Linked DNA regions of Sus scrofa: region 1 is linked to region 2. A link is a contact called in public HiChIP or PLAC-seq data. All regions are on one chromosome and are shown on one strand. Each heading gives the region's core, a stretch centred on a gene start, on an enhancer-like site or on the middle of the called end of the contact. The rest is flanking DNA. Distances are from core to core; before and after follow the strand shown. Region 1 has its middle 17 kb from the start of CCL5. Region 2 overlaps LOC100515857 (C-C motif chemokine 3).

Evidence for each region. HiChIP or PLAC-seq counts read pairs in DNA pulled down with a chosen protein or histone mark.
Region 1: an H3K27ac HiChIP or PLAC-seq map of alveolar macrophages shows a contact between it and region 2. The contact joins two enhancer-like sites. A contact is called at or near these places in 1 of 5 promoter capture datasets (liver), 3 of 47 Hi-C or Micro-C datasets (fetal skeletal muscle, liver and subcutaneous adipose tissue) and 1 of 2 datasets of contacts at active chromatin or transcription factors (alveolar macrophages).

Annotation. Positions count from the first base shown.
Region 1 is chr12:39,632,418-39,639,333 of Sscrofa11.1, reverse strand. It overlaps the pseudogene LOC110255903. Among named protein-coding and RNA genes, the nearest start is that of CCL5, 17 kb to the left of the region's middle. Within about 2 kb of position 4,818, at least 9 of the 83 cell types and tissues checked have an H3K27ac peak or open chromatin away from gene starts, as enhancers often do. A contact at or near this core is called in alveolar macrophages, where this site is marked.
Region 2 is chr12:39,533,965-39,540,466 of Sscrofa11.1, reverse strand. The region is part of intron 3 of LOC100515857 (C-C motif chemokine 3); the gene reads left to right. Among named protein-coding and RNA genes, the nearest start is that of CCL3L1, 45 kb to the right of the region's middle. Within about 2 kb of position 4,561, at least 3 of the 83 cell types and tissues checked have an H3K27ac peak or open chromatin away from gene starts, as enhancers often do. A contact at or near this core is called in alveolar macrophages, where this site is marked.

The DNA.
Region 1 (6,916 bases), core at 3,569-6,068, 99 kb before region 2:
TTGCACTAGCGTTTGCAGGGGGCTCTATGGTCAGGGAAGAGACTGACTCAGGGAGGAGCAGAAGTTCTGGAAGTTGAAGTTGCTCCGTGAGGATGGGGGTGTCAGGCCTGTAGGGGAGCAGCCTCCCTCGGCCTCGGGGGTTCTTATCTCCTGGCTCCACGGAGGACCCTGCAGCATGCTGGCCTTTCCTGCCTCGTGGGAATAGTTCTGAAAATGGGCTTCTCCTCCCAGCTGCAGAAACATCGCTCCCTCTTCCAGGATGGGCAGTGGTGGAGAGCATGGTGTTTAAACTAAAGCAGATCTGGGTTTGATTTCTTGCCTGGCTGTGGATTGACTCAGTGGCTGTGTTATTTAACTTTGCAGAGGCCCGGTTTCCTTGGTTATGAAATGGGGATAACAATACGACTACTTTACACTGTGAGCATTCAAGCAAATGTGTGAGGCAGCAGAAAAAATGTTTTAGTAGAGCTGGTTTAAGTTGAGCTGATCGGCGCAAAATGAGGGCAAAACATCTTCTTAGAGAGGGAATTATTTGTGGGTTTATGGAAAAAAGATGCATCATGGGCATGTTTGATTATCAAAGAGGAGACCCCCGTACCTCCCTGCCTCCCTACCTGTATTGCTTAGGGAGGGCTAATTGAGAGCTGGGGTGGGGTTGTGAAGGAGAAGAGGGGAGATGTGCAGGGGTCCCAGGTCTTGGGGAGAAACATCAGGCCAGGGAGAGACTCATTTCTTCTGGCAGGGGATGGCCAGTGGGTTTCTATAGCAGAGGGGATGGCCAGTGGGTTTCTATAGCAGAGGATTTTTATGGCTAATATCCAATTTCAAGTTCTCACCTGAATTATTCTGTGCTGCATTCAAACCTATCTTAGGAGTTCCCGTCGTGGCGCAGTGGTTAACGAATCCAACTAGGAACCATGAGGTTGCGGGTTTGGTCCCTGCCCTTGCTCAGTGGGTTAACGATCAGGCGTTGCCGTGGGCTGTGGTGTAGGTTGCAGACGCGGCTCGGATCCCACGTTGCTGTGGCTCTGGTGTAGGCTGGTGGCTACAGCTCTGGTTGGACCCCTAGCCTGGGAACCTCCATATGCCGCGGGAGCGGCCCAAGAAATAGCAAAAAAACCAAAAAATAAATAAATAAAAAACAAACAAACAAACAAACAAACAAAAACCTATCTTATGCCCACATTTGCAGTGAACACCTGTTGCCTCCCAGTAGCTCACAGCGGGTTGTTTTATGAGCACTGAGGGATGAGGGCCTTGACCCACGTGGGGTGAAGCACTAAGTTAAGAAAGAGAGAATTCAGTAGATGCTGGGAATTGGACAGAGAGGAGCCAGGATCCAGCGTGAGTCTCCACTTCTCCTGGGGGGATGTGGACGGGCTAAGACTTCACTGCCTGCAGCATCTGAGATGTGGATGGAACTTGAGTTTTTGTTTTGTTGGGGTTTTTTGTTGTTGTTGTTTAGATATTTTGGTGAGGCTCCAGATGACCCCAGAGTAGAGGCTACTAAGTGGGTGACTTAAAAAGGAGGGAGGATGTGCTGAGACTCAGGTCAGTGAGAACACGGTGGGGCAGAGGCAGCAAGTGAGGGCCCAGGGCCCCTGGCCACACCCAGCGAGCAGACCACAAGTCCCCTGGCTGCAGCCTTGTGGCTGCTGGAGGGTCCAGAGCAGGCGAGATGAGCCACAACTCAATGCGGCACCAGCCGGAGCCAGCAGGATGAGAGCCAGGTCTGTACCCCCAGTCAGGGCCTCGGGGCTACTTTAAGTGCCCCCTGCGTCCTGAGGCCATCGTGGGAGGTAAGGAGTCTGAATTTCACATCTGCTGTCAATATTGACCTGAGTAGCGACAGCTTGTTTTTAGAGGAGACAGTGTCCCATCTTCTTCCGCCTTTGGTGGGAATGGATGTTCCAGTGTGAGAGCAGTTACTGAAAATTAAGAAGAAAACAACCCTTTTTTGGGTATATCTAAGTGGTGACATGTGGGTTTTTGACCCTGCCACATGATGCATGGTTAAGGATCACACCCCCCTCCGCCCCCTGTCACGGATGCACACAACCCTCCAGCCACAAAACCACCCCCTCGTGTTGAAGACACTCAGGCTGCTCTCCTGCCCCAGCCCTGCAGACACTCAGACCACCGGCCTTTCTCTCCCCTGAGCCTCACTGGGCTGCTGAGAGCACGAGGGACCCCTTTTTTTTTTATGTCACATAGCTGCCTTTGACATGTAGTTTCAGCCCTCTTTAGGAAGCTTAATTCCCACCCCCTCCCTGCCCCCAAGGACCAGGCAGGAAATGCTCAGAATGTAGGATGTGGAACTGTTTTGTTAAAAGATAGAAAGAAAAGACATAGAAAAGACGAAGTTGAGTCCCAGTGAAGTGGGGCTGGGCCGAGGCCACCTGGATGTCAGATGGGCTGGATTTTCTTTACTGTTGTGTGGAATTCATCCTTTGCCCCTTCTGTTAAATGAGGGATAATTGTAGACAATTCTTCCCCCAAGGCTTTTGGGAAGATTAAATGAAATGACATAAAGAATTGGGCAGGGCTTAGCAGGTTGTTAAGGACTCATTACAAAATCGCTGATATTATCTTGATTTTTCTCTCAAGCCCTCTGTCCTTTTGGTCTCTCTCTCTTTTTTCCTCTCTTGCCTCCACTCTCTCCATCAGTGAAAAGGCAAATGGTAGCCCCATGACGAAGCTCTGCTGCGAGGAAAAGGATTTCCTGTTGGGAGTGAGGGGCTGGCTCATGGAATGGGGATTGTCATGACCCCAGGTTGTGGGCAGCCAAGCCAAAGCATGGACTAGCCACCTCCCTCACCTCCAGCTCCTTGAAAACCAGTTCCACCACTGACGACCTCTGACCCTGGGCAAAGGGTTGAATTTTCCCAAGGCTTTTTCCCTACTGGTAATGTGGGATATACTGAATACTGCACAACCCGTGGCTGGGATAGTTGATCAGCTCACTCTGTGTCACAGGGCCAGCCGGATGCCCATGGCTCATGCCCAGGATATGAAGCTGCCTAAGCTAAAATGAGGTACTGGTCATGTTGCAGGAAGGAGGACCCATTCCAGGGCCCAAGCATGGGTGCTAGTCTAACACTCAGAAATGAATTGTCCGAGGAGCCACATGTGAGGACAAAGCAAAAGACTTTATTGGGAAGGGGAGCCCGGGGGACAGCAGCGGGATGAGGGAACCCAGAAGAACTGCTTTGCCACATGGCTCGCAGTCTCCAGTTTTGTGGGAATGGGGTTAGTTTCCAGGTTGTCTCTGGCCAGTCATCTTGCTTGGCCTGTGCTTGGTCTGGCTCAGGGTCCTTCCTGGTGGCGCACGCACTTCTCAGCCAAGACGGATTCCAGCGCCAAGAATCATGGGAGGTTGGTCGTCTCCTCCCTCCTATTGGCCTCTCCCCAGTCCTCCCGGTTAGTCTTCAGGGCGGCACTGTCTGTCTTATCAGGGCTTCCTGCTCTGAGACAGCTCATGCAAGCCATGCTCATGCCTGGTCGACGACTGGGAGTCATTCTTGACTTTTCTTCCTCTCACACCTTTCTGAGGTTGGGCTCCCCCTGAAGCAGACCATGAGATAAGGAATTGAGGGCAAGGAGTTCCTTGGGAGGTGATCCTGGGAATTTCTAGTAGGGAGGCAAGAAAGGAAGCATAGCAGATAAGGACTTAACTTCAGGGTTTTTCAGGGAGCACATTACTATTTTTTTGTCTTTTTTTTTTTTTTTTTTTTTTTTTTTTAGGGCTATACCCATGACACATGGAAGTTCCCAGGCTAGGGGTCAAATCGGAGCTTAGCTGCTGGCCTACACCACAGCTCACGGCAATGCCCGATCCTTAATCCACTGAGCAGGGCCAGGAATCGAACCTGCATCCTCATGGATACTAGTCAGATTTGTTTCTGCTGAGCCACAGCAGGAACTCCAGAGCACATCACCATTTTAATGGGGCATCTTTCAACCCTGCTGGGGACCTCTGGGGGTACCGGGGACCTCTGGGAGATGGTGTGTAGTGAGCCATTTACCCACCAATGCATGCCTATCATTGATCAGGGCTGCTTTGGGGTGAGCCACCCCTCATCTTGCTGGGGGTGGGCCCTGGGGCAGAGGTGCTTGTGATGGAGGGACTGCCTGTTGTTGTGTGGCCCAGACTGAAAGGAGGAGCCTGACTAATATGGGGGCTTTGGAAACAGAGGCAGGCTGGGCAGTGGGAGCCCAAGCCCTTCCTCAGCTAGTGCCCTGGGAGCTGGGCTGGGAGCGTAGTTACTATAAAGATGGCCTGTAGAGACCACGGGCCGGGCTGGTTCAGGCACTGACTGGTCCCATCTGGGAGCCTTGGAGTCAGACAGACAGAGATGGGAACTTTGGTTTGGTCCCTTGCTAGCTAGTGTGTTGGAGCTCTTGGCTAGAAACTCTCTGAAATTCTCCGTGGTTTTCTCCTATGTCCTGTGGCTGTGATCCCTGCCCGGCTGTGTCGACATTAGGATTAGGTGACAATGTATAAAGTGCCTGACACATAAAGAGATGGCCTGTGAGCGTTATTTACCTTTTCATTTCCAATCACCCCACCGCTTGCTCGAAACTGGGCTGTGGCAGGGTTCCAGGGGGGTCAGAAATGGTTTTGGAAACAGACACTTCTTTGGAAGTGACCGAAAGAACTCCAGCTGGAAAAGGGGAAGTGGAGGCACTTTGATGACTCAGAATTTCCATTTTGGGCTCCCAGGCAGGATTGGGGGGATGGTCTGCCATCGTGAGGTGTAAGCAGACAAGACTGAACAAGGCCAGGGCTTATTACTCAGGGGGGATTTATGGACACTGGGTGGAGAGGAAAAGGCCCCTGCCCCTCCCCCTCCGCTCCCCTACCTCCGAGGTGGGGGTGGGGGTGGGGTGCTGGCTGGGACTCTATTCCATAGTAAGGCAGGAAAGGAGGTGGGTGGGCACCCTGCCAGTCCTTCGGCTTGGAGCCACAGGCTGCTCTTTGAACCCTGGAGGGAGGCAGCTAGAGGTCCCATAGTGGTTCAGCCTCAGGATTGGGTCAAGGAAGTCTGTGGTCAGCCTGGGAGCCACCGTGGGAACTCCCTCAACTGACTCCTCACTTGTGGCTCTCCACATCAGGGACGTAGGGTAACAAAAATTAATGAAAACTATGGAAGCAAAACGCAAACCTAGAAAAGATTCAGATCATTGTCATGGATTCAAATAATGCAGAAATACCGAGTTCTGGCTAGAATCTAAGCCTATAAACTCAGGTTTGTAGGAAAGAAAATGTTACTGCTAAACCTAGCCTAAGTGTATTTTTCTTTTTCTTTTTCTTTTTAGGGAGGCACCTGCAGCATATGGAAGTTCCCAGGCTAGGGGTCAAATCAGAGCTGCAGCTGCCAGCCTACACCACAGCCACAGCAATGCCGGATCCAAGTTGCATCTGTAGCCTATGCCACCGCTTGTGGCAATGCAGGATCCTTAACCCATTCAGCGAGGCCAAGGATTGAACCCACACCTCATGGATACTAGTCCGGTTCTTAATCCACTGAGCCACAATGGGAACTCCCCCTGATGTGTATTGTTATCCTGCTCTTTTGCTGGCCTGGTGGGAAACTTTAACTTCAGCCTTTCTGGGCTGTTCCAGATGTTGGGAGGCCCATGTGAGGAAGCTCTGTCCCCAGGTTACTGCCGAGCTGTCCTCCCTGGGGTTAGCATGGCCTGTGGGTCTGGTGGAGTTCTGATAGTTTGGGTCACACTTGAGGACAGGGAGATCTTGCCCAGGGCTGCTGTGCCCCATGTGCCATGATGTTCTCCCAGCCCCTCTTTGGGGTCTCCCTGTGTCATCTTAAAGAACAACATACAATGCAAGGGGTGTGAGTTTAAGTTTCATTCAGGAACTTACTGAGGACTATAGCTTGGCAGACAGCCTTTCAGTAGCTCTGAGAAAACTGCTCTGAAGAGGTGATGGAGAAGCCAGTGTATGTATGTATGTATATATATGTATGTGCATGCATGTATATGTGTATGCAGGCATATGTGTGTGCATGCATGTGTTTGTATGCATAGGTATATGTATGTGTATGCATATGCACACACATGCGTATGTGTGTGCATGCATGTGTATTATGTGTATGCATGTGTATGTATGTATATATATGTATGTGAAGGTATATGTAGGTGCATGTATGTGTATGCACATGTATGTACATGTGTATGTATGTGTAGGTGTATGTATGTATATCACATATATATAGTGATTTTTGGCTGGCAAGTCCATGCAGTCTTTGGTAAAAGATTACTGCTAGTTACAAAGAAGAGATATCCCAAGCTAACGGCTTCAGTGCTTTTCTATATAAGAGAAGATGTAAGAATCTGGGTTCATTAAAATTCTTCTTGACATAAACATCTAACTAACTAAGGGGCCTGCTTGTCCGAAGCACAGAGCAACACCCTGTTGTCTTTCCTCTCAGAGTGAACTCTCACTTAGTGACCTCAGTGGGTTGTGACTTAATCCTTGTAGAGCTGGGTGGGGAGCAACATTCTCTGTTCATCTTTGTTTACACCTGCTTCCTGGCTGTGATGCTGGGATGCCCAGGCTGCACCTACCTCCCTCCAGCCCAACTCAGGACTCTCTTTTTGGCCTGGAAGAAATCCACACTCTTGGGAATTCCTGTTGTGGCTTAGCGGTAACGAACCCAACTAGTATCCATGAGGACCAGGGATCCCTGGCCTTGTTCAGTGGGTTAAGGATCTGGCATTGCTGTGAGCTGTGGTGTAGGTCGCAGATGCGACTTGGATCTGGCGATTTGCTCCGGCTGTGGCTGGCAGCTGCAGCTCTGATTTGACCCTTGGCTTGGGAACTTCCATATGCCACAGGTGCAGCCCCCCCTCCCCCAAGAAAAAGAAAGTAAGTAAAATAAAGAAAGAAAAAGAA
Region 2 (6,502 bases), core at 3,312-5,811:
TGGTTTCCACCAGACCACCATCCCAGCACTGGGGGCTGCTTATTGGCCGATAGGGACTGAGACCCAGGCTTGTGCGTGTCAAGTGTGATCCTGTCCATTACGACTGGGTACATGGAGCTCTATTTTTATAGTCAAAATGACAACAGGAGGCTTTGGAATTCTTATCTTTTAAAAAGGGTTGGTGTTGTCTAGGTTCTTATTAGACCCTTCAGTGCTGCTTCTGCTTGACATGTGTAGACAGAAGCCAGCACCCTCATGGAGGCTGTAGCAGCCATTCCTCGGCTAGTCTAGATTTTTTTCCCTGTCTTTAGTTATTTCCGGACACTTATTACCTTCCTCTCTGCCACTGAAGACCCGTTAATGCCAGTCCACCAGTCCTTTAGCGCTTTCTGTGATTCTTCTCTCTGATCTGTGTGGGTGGAGTTTTGCATCTCCTACTAAGGTGACAGCTGACTTTCTTCAGTAATTTCTTCCCCCATAATTGAATCGTGAATTTCATGGTCTTCCTGACTGTTTGGGCACCATTCCCCATGTCTGATTGGATCCTGTGTACCTGCCAAACCTTTGTCCATTTCCAAGGCACATCACAATGTCATACAGGTGACAGCTTGGACTGGAGTGGGGCTCTTCCCCAGCTGGGAAGAAGTGCGCTTCAAAACAAATTTGTTACAGTTAATCTCTCCTGGCTGCCCTCTTCTCTTTAGGCTTGTTTCTGAACCCATGAGACCCCATCCATCGATCCTTCCCTCCATCCACCCCTCCCTCCCTCCCTCCCTCCATCCCTCTATCCCTCCATCCAATAGTTTCTAGTACCTACTCTGTTCCCAGATACTTCTTTAAGCACTGAAGGTGAAGCAGTGAATAAATATCAAAAACTCTCTACCCTCGTGTAGCGTACACTCTAATTGCAAGGAGACAGGTAAACATAAACAAGTAAATATATAGGACAAGTTGATAAACGCCATGGAGTTAAAAGAGAAAAGGGAAGATCAGGAATTGTGGGGAGAGGGAGGGGCTAAATAATAGAGGATGTTTAAAGGAAGCCTTTCCTGATAAGGTGGCATTTGAGCAGAGGAAGCTGTAGGAAGCTGACTAGATCTGGGGGAAGAATATACCAGCAGAGGAAACGGACATAAGACCCTGTGGCTGGATCCTACCTGTTGTGTTTGGGGAACAATAGGGAAGGCAGTGAACTTGAATGGAGGAAGCTAGGGAGAAAATAGGAGATAAGGTCAGTTGGAATTGGAGGCCGGTGGGCAGATCATGTAAAATGTTGTGGGCATCGTGAGGACTTTTTCTTTCTTTCTTTCTTTTTTTAGGGCTGTACCTGTAGCATGTGGAAGTTCCCCAGCTAGGGGTCAAGGTGGAGCTACAGCAATGCCAGATCTGAGCCTCATCTGCAACCTATAGCACAGCTTAACCAGGTACTTAACCCACTGAGCAGGGCCAGGGATCAAACCTGCATCCTCATGAATACTAGTCGGGTTCTTTACCACTGACCCATGGTGGGAACTCCTCTTTTTTTTTTTTTATTGAAGTATATTTGATTTATGATGTTGTTAGTTTCCAGTATACAGCAAAGTGATTCAGTTATATGTATGTTTTGGTTATATGTATGTTTGCCACCTTATCAGGAAGAAGCAAGGCTCTCTGCTCAGCCAAGACTGCCTCCAGGAGTGGGGCTGAGGGATAGGCTTCTTCTGGGCTGAGCTGGGGAGCCAGAAGCTGGGCAGTGGATTCCATAGAAGCCAGTTGTAGCTTGTCACCCTCAAGTTGGTGCTGCAGGGTTCCTGCACAGGACGCCGCAATGGTTTCGTGACTGAGAAGTCGGATGAGTCACCATCCTGAGACTAAGGGGGTTCCTGGGATGTGTGACTTTTGGTGCTAACGCAGGGGTGAGTGGGTCACCCTGCTGGCATGTCAGGCAGAGGGGACGTCTCCCACCTCTGTTCCCACCAAGTTCAGAGTGGGCACCCGAGTGTTTCTTCAATTTCTTTTCATTGGGGTAAAATGCATAGAACATTTGCCACCGTAGACATTGCCAAGGGTGCAGTTCAGTGGTGTCAAGTCCATTCCCACACTGTGAAACCATCGCCACCATCCATCCGCAGAACTGATGGATCCTGCGGAACTGAAACACCATCCCATTAAACAATAGCTCCCTCTCCTCCCCCCAGCCATTGGCAGTCTCCGCCATTGGCTTTCTGTCTTTATGAATTTGACTCCTCTGGGTATCTCGGGTGTCGGTGGAATCATACAGTTTCTTTTGGTGACTGGCTGATTTCACTTCACTTCAAGGTTCATCCATTTTGATAGCATACATCACAATTTCCTTCCTTTTTTAAAGCTGAACATTCCATTGTATGGATATACAACATTTTGCTTACTTGTCCATCTGTTCATGGACCCCTGGGCTGCTCTTGCATTTTAGCTATTGTAAATAAGTATTGCAAATACCTCTGTAAGACCCTGTTTTCAAAGTCTGCATATGTACCCAGACAAGGGATTGCTGAGTCATAGGGTAAATCCTTTTTTAATTTTTGTAGGAACTGCCACATTGTTTCCCACAGCCATTGTACCATTTTATATTCCCATCACAGTGCACAAGTGTTCCAATATCTCCACAGCCTCACCACCATTTGCTATTTTCTGTAACTTGTAGAGTAGCTCTATTTACGGTACAAGGTAATACCTCATTGTGGTTTTAAGCACCTGTGGATTTTTTTTAAAAAATTAGTTTTCTGGAGTTCCCGTCGTGGCGCAGTGGTTAACGAATCTGACTAGGAACCATGAGGTTGCGGGTTCGATCCCTGCCCTTGCTCAGTGGGTTAACGATCCGGCGTTGCCGTGAGCTGTGGTGTAGGTTGCAGACTCGGCTCGGATCCCGCGTTGCTGTGGCTCTGGCGTAGTCCGGTGGCTACAGCTCCGATTGGACCCCTAGCCTGGGAACCTCCATATGCCGCGGGAGCGGCCCAAGAAATAGCAACAACAGCAACAACAACATCAACAACAACAACAGACAAAAAGACAAAAAAAAAAAAAAATTAGTTTTCTATAATGGGGTTCCAGTTTGTCTGTCAAGAAAATGTTCTCCTTGGAGTTCCCATTGTGGCTCAGTGGGTTAAGAACTTGACCTAGTGTCTGTAAGGAGGCAGGTTCAATCCCTGGCATTGCTCAGTGGATTAAGGATCCTGTGTTGCCTCTAGCTGCAGTGTAGGTTGCAGACATGGCTTGGATCTGGCATTTCTGTGCCTGTGGCCTAGGCCAGCAGCTACAGCTCTGATTTGACCCCTAGCCTGGGAACTTCCATATGCTGCAGGTGCGGCCCTCAAAAAGAAAAAAAGTTCTCCTACTAAAAAGAAAAATGTAACCCCCTGTTCTCATGGAAAGAGCAGGAACTTTTGATATAGTCAGAGACATTGTTTTTAGTCGTAGAGTCCACTACTTAACAAGCTATGGGAACTTCGGAGTCATTTCATTAAGCTTTTAGAGCTTCGCATGGTTCCTGAAAGGAGTATGTGACATAAACAATCTGAGTGAAATCTTCCTTGTTGTGTTCTCATGGAGACCTTCCTTAGAGCTGCTGTTCGTGCATTCAGTAGATGGATGCCAGGCACCTGCTAGGCCCTGGGGATACAGAGGCAGACAAGAAAAGCAAGGCTTCTGCTGTTTAGGTGCTCAAATCGTAGGGGGGAAGGCAGACAACCAAGGTTAGTAGGAGGTAGAATTACAAGCTAGGAAGAAAATCAACCTTGGTGACATGGCAGAGCCTGACAGTTGAGTGGAGTTGGCTTAATCATTATGCCAGTCAGGGGGGCCTCTTCAGAGGGGCTCTTCTTGCAGCCGGGACCAGCTTATTGAGGAGGAGCCAGGCTTGCAAAGATCAGGGGAGGTGTGTCCTGGGAGAGGGAACAACAAGGACAAAGGCTGGAGGTGGAATGATGTAGGCGTGTTTGAGGAATAGGTGGAAGAGCATGTGACCGGAGAGAAGGGAGGTCAGGTTCATGGTCCCAGTCCTATGGGGCTGGTCCCCCAATAGCTTTCATCCCCTTTCATCCATGTGGGCCCTGCAGGCAGTGACAAAGCTGGCCTGCGTGGCTTATCCTCTGGGGCCCTGGCTAGCTGTATCCTGGCAAGGAGGTGGGTGAGTGGAACGGGGCACTTGTCCGCTGCTTTAAGGGGAAGCAAGGAAGGGAAGACCATGGATTCCTCCCCTGACACTTCAGTCTCCCTCCTGCAGGTGGATGGAGAGGGTCTGAGCTACCTGATTTCTCCCGACAAATAAGAGCCTAGGTGGGGAGCGGTGCCTTGCATCAGTTTTGTAAGTTCCGGAGCTGGAGAGGCACGGTAGTGAGTACTTCTGATGGCTGCCTTTCTCCTGCTGACCGGGGGTTACTGGGTGTGCACAGGACCAGACAGGTGGCAGACAATGGCTTTTGCTCCTTGGTTAGCAGAATATCGGATGTGGGGAACACACAGCGGCAGCAGGATGGAAGAAGCTGAGTCATACCACCGTTTGGGTCCCTATGCTCATTCCTGGCCTCCTCGAATCTAAGTTCATGGTGACACTGAGTCATCTGCCTTCCAGGCTTTCTAAGCAACATGCACCCTTCTCTCAAAGCTTTATTCTTGCCTCACTGACTCTACCTCCCTATTCAAAAAAGAAAGGGCTATGAAACAAAACAAAACAAAAAAAACCAAAAAAGAAAGGACTGGGGTTGGGGTTGGGGGTAATTGGGAAAGATCAAGGCTCCAAGGGATTTTTTTTTTTTTTTTTTGGTTAAATTGTTTTTGTTTTTGCATTGGCGCGTATGACAATGTGCTGGCCCACAGTAGACTGTACATTAGTTTCCTGAATTTTACCGTTTTCCCAGCTGATTCCAGAGTACTTGGATTAAATACTGGAGGTCAGAACCTTTGTCTACAGCTCTTTCCAGCCCACCATTCCTCAGATGTCCGAGGAATCTGCCAGAGAAGGAAGTGGAGTTGACCAAGCCTCACTCCCCGTAGCCGCACCCATGCTGACTTGCAGTGGACACTTCCTTTTGAAAATGCCAACAAAGGGTTTCTTAGCAAGAATTGCATAGGTAGGACATTTCCCTGTGGTACAGGGGGTTAAGGACCTGGCATTGCCACAGCTGTGGTGCAAGTCGCAGCTGTGGCACGGGGTTCAATCCCTGGCCCAGGAACTTCCACATGCTGCAGGTGCAACCTAAATAAATAAATACAAAGGATTGCGTAGGTGTAGACTCCTGTCCATGCTAGAGGGGACTAACCTCTCTCAAGTTCACGGCACCTGTCTTCTTTCCTATTCCTTTTTAACAAATAATTTATTATTATTTTTTTTTAAATGAAAGAATGGTTGCTTTCAGGGTTGTGCCAATTTCTGCTGTACAGCAAGTGACATTCTTTTTCTCATATCACCTTCCGTCATGTTCTGTCCCAAGAGTTTGGATATAGTTTCCTCTGCTCTACAGTAGGATCTCATTGCTTCTCTAGTCTAGCCTTTTTGTTTTGTTTTGTTTTGTTTTTTGAAAGCTGATTACTTTGGGGAACACCTGACATGAATCTAGACTTACCTGACCTAATGGGAAATTCATCGACCCAGACTAAGCCTCTTGCCGTGTATTCATGAATGTGGCCTCAATTATCCATGCTCTTTTTCTCTGAACCATTTAGCCTGGACCTTTCTGAAAGAGAGACCTCTTTCTTGGCTTCAAGCCATTACCATTTCTCTTCATAGAGAGCCCATGGCATTAGAAGATAGAAAGCGGGGGTGGCTGGGAGGGAACATTTTAATCATAGTGTTGGTGTTATGCCATGAGTTGGGTAACCCCGGTTGTTCACACCCTTTGGTTAACAGAGGGGTTTGGGGTATCTGTAAGAACAGCTCAATTTCTCCATTGGTTGGCGACACTTCTGATGAAATTATTCTTTGAGGTCCTTCTGAAGAAATGATTTCACTGGATTGTGGGCAGCCAGGAGCTGGGTCTTGCAACAGGCCTGCTAGCAAGGACAGATGTGTGTACGCCCTGTAGGCTCTTTCTCTCCCAGAGAGCAGAAGATGCTGATGCTTTTTCACAACTGACCCGACCACACAGATGTGATATGAATGATGATGTGATAAAATTAGCAGTCCAGTTCAAAAACAACCCTCGCTACCTGGGCTGGAAAATGCACCAAGATGGCTTCCTTGGTCCCATGTCTGAGGCCTCGGTTGGGACTGTCAGCTGGAGCTGTGTGCATGTGCCCCTTCCAGAGGGCGGTCTGAGGGCACAAAGATGAGTATTTCCGGTGAATAAGGTGGGAGCTGCATGACTTGTGATGACCTAACCTCAGAAGTCCCCTCACATCTCTTTCACAATAATCTATTGCTCAGAGCAGTCACAGCCTCTCCAGATTCAAGGAGAGGGGACCTAGACCCCACCTCTTCACGAGAGGACTGTCAGAAGATTATGGCCATGTTTTAAAACCACCACAGTTTTTTTTTTTCTTTTCCTAT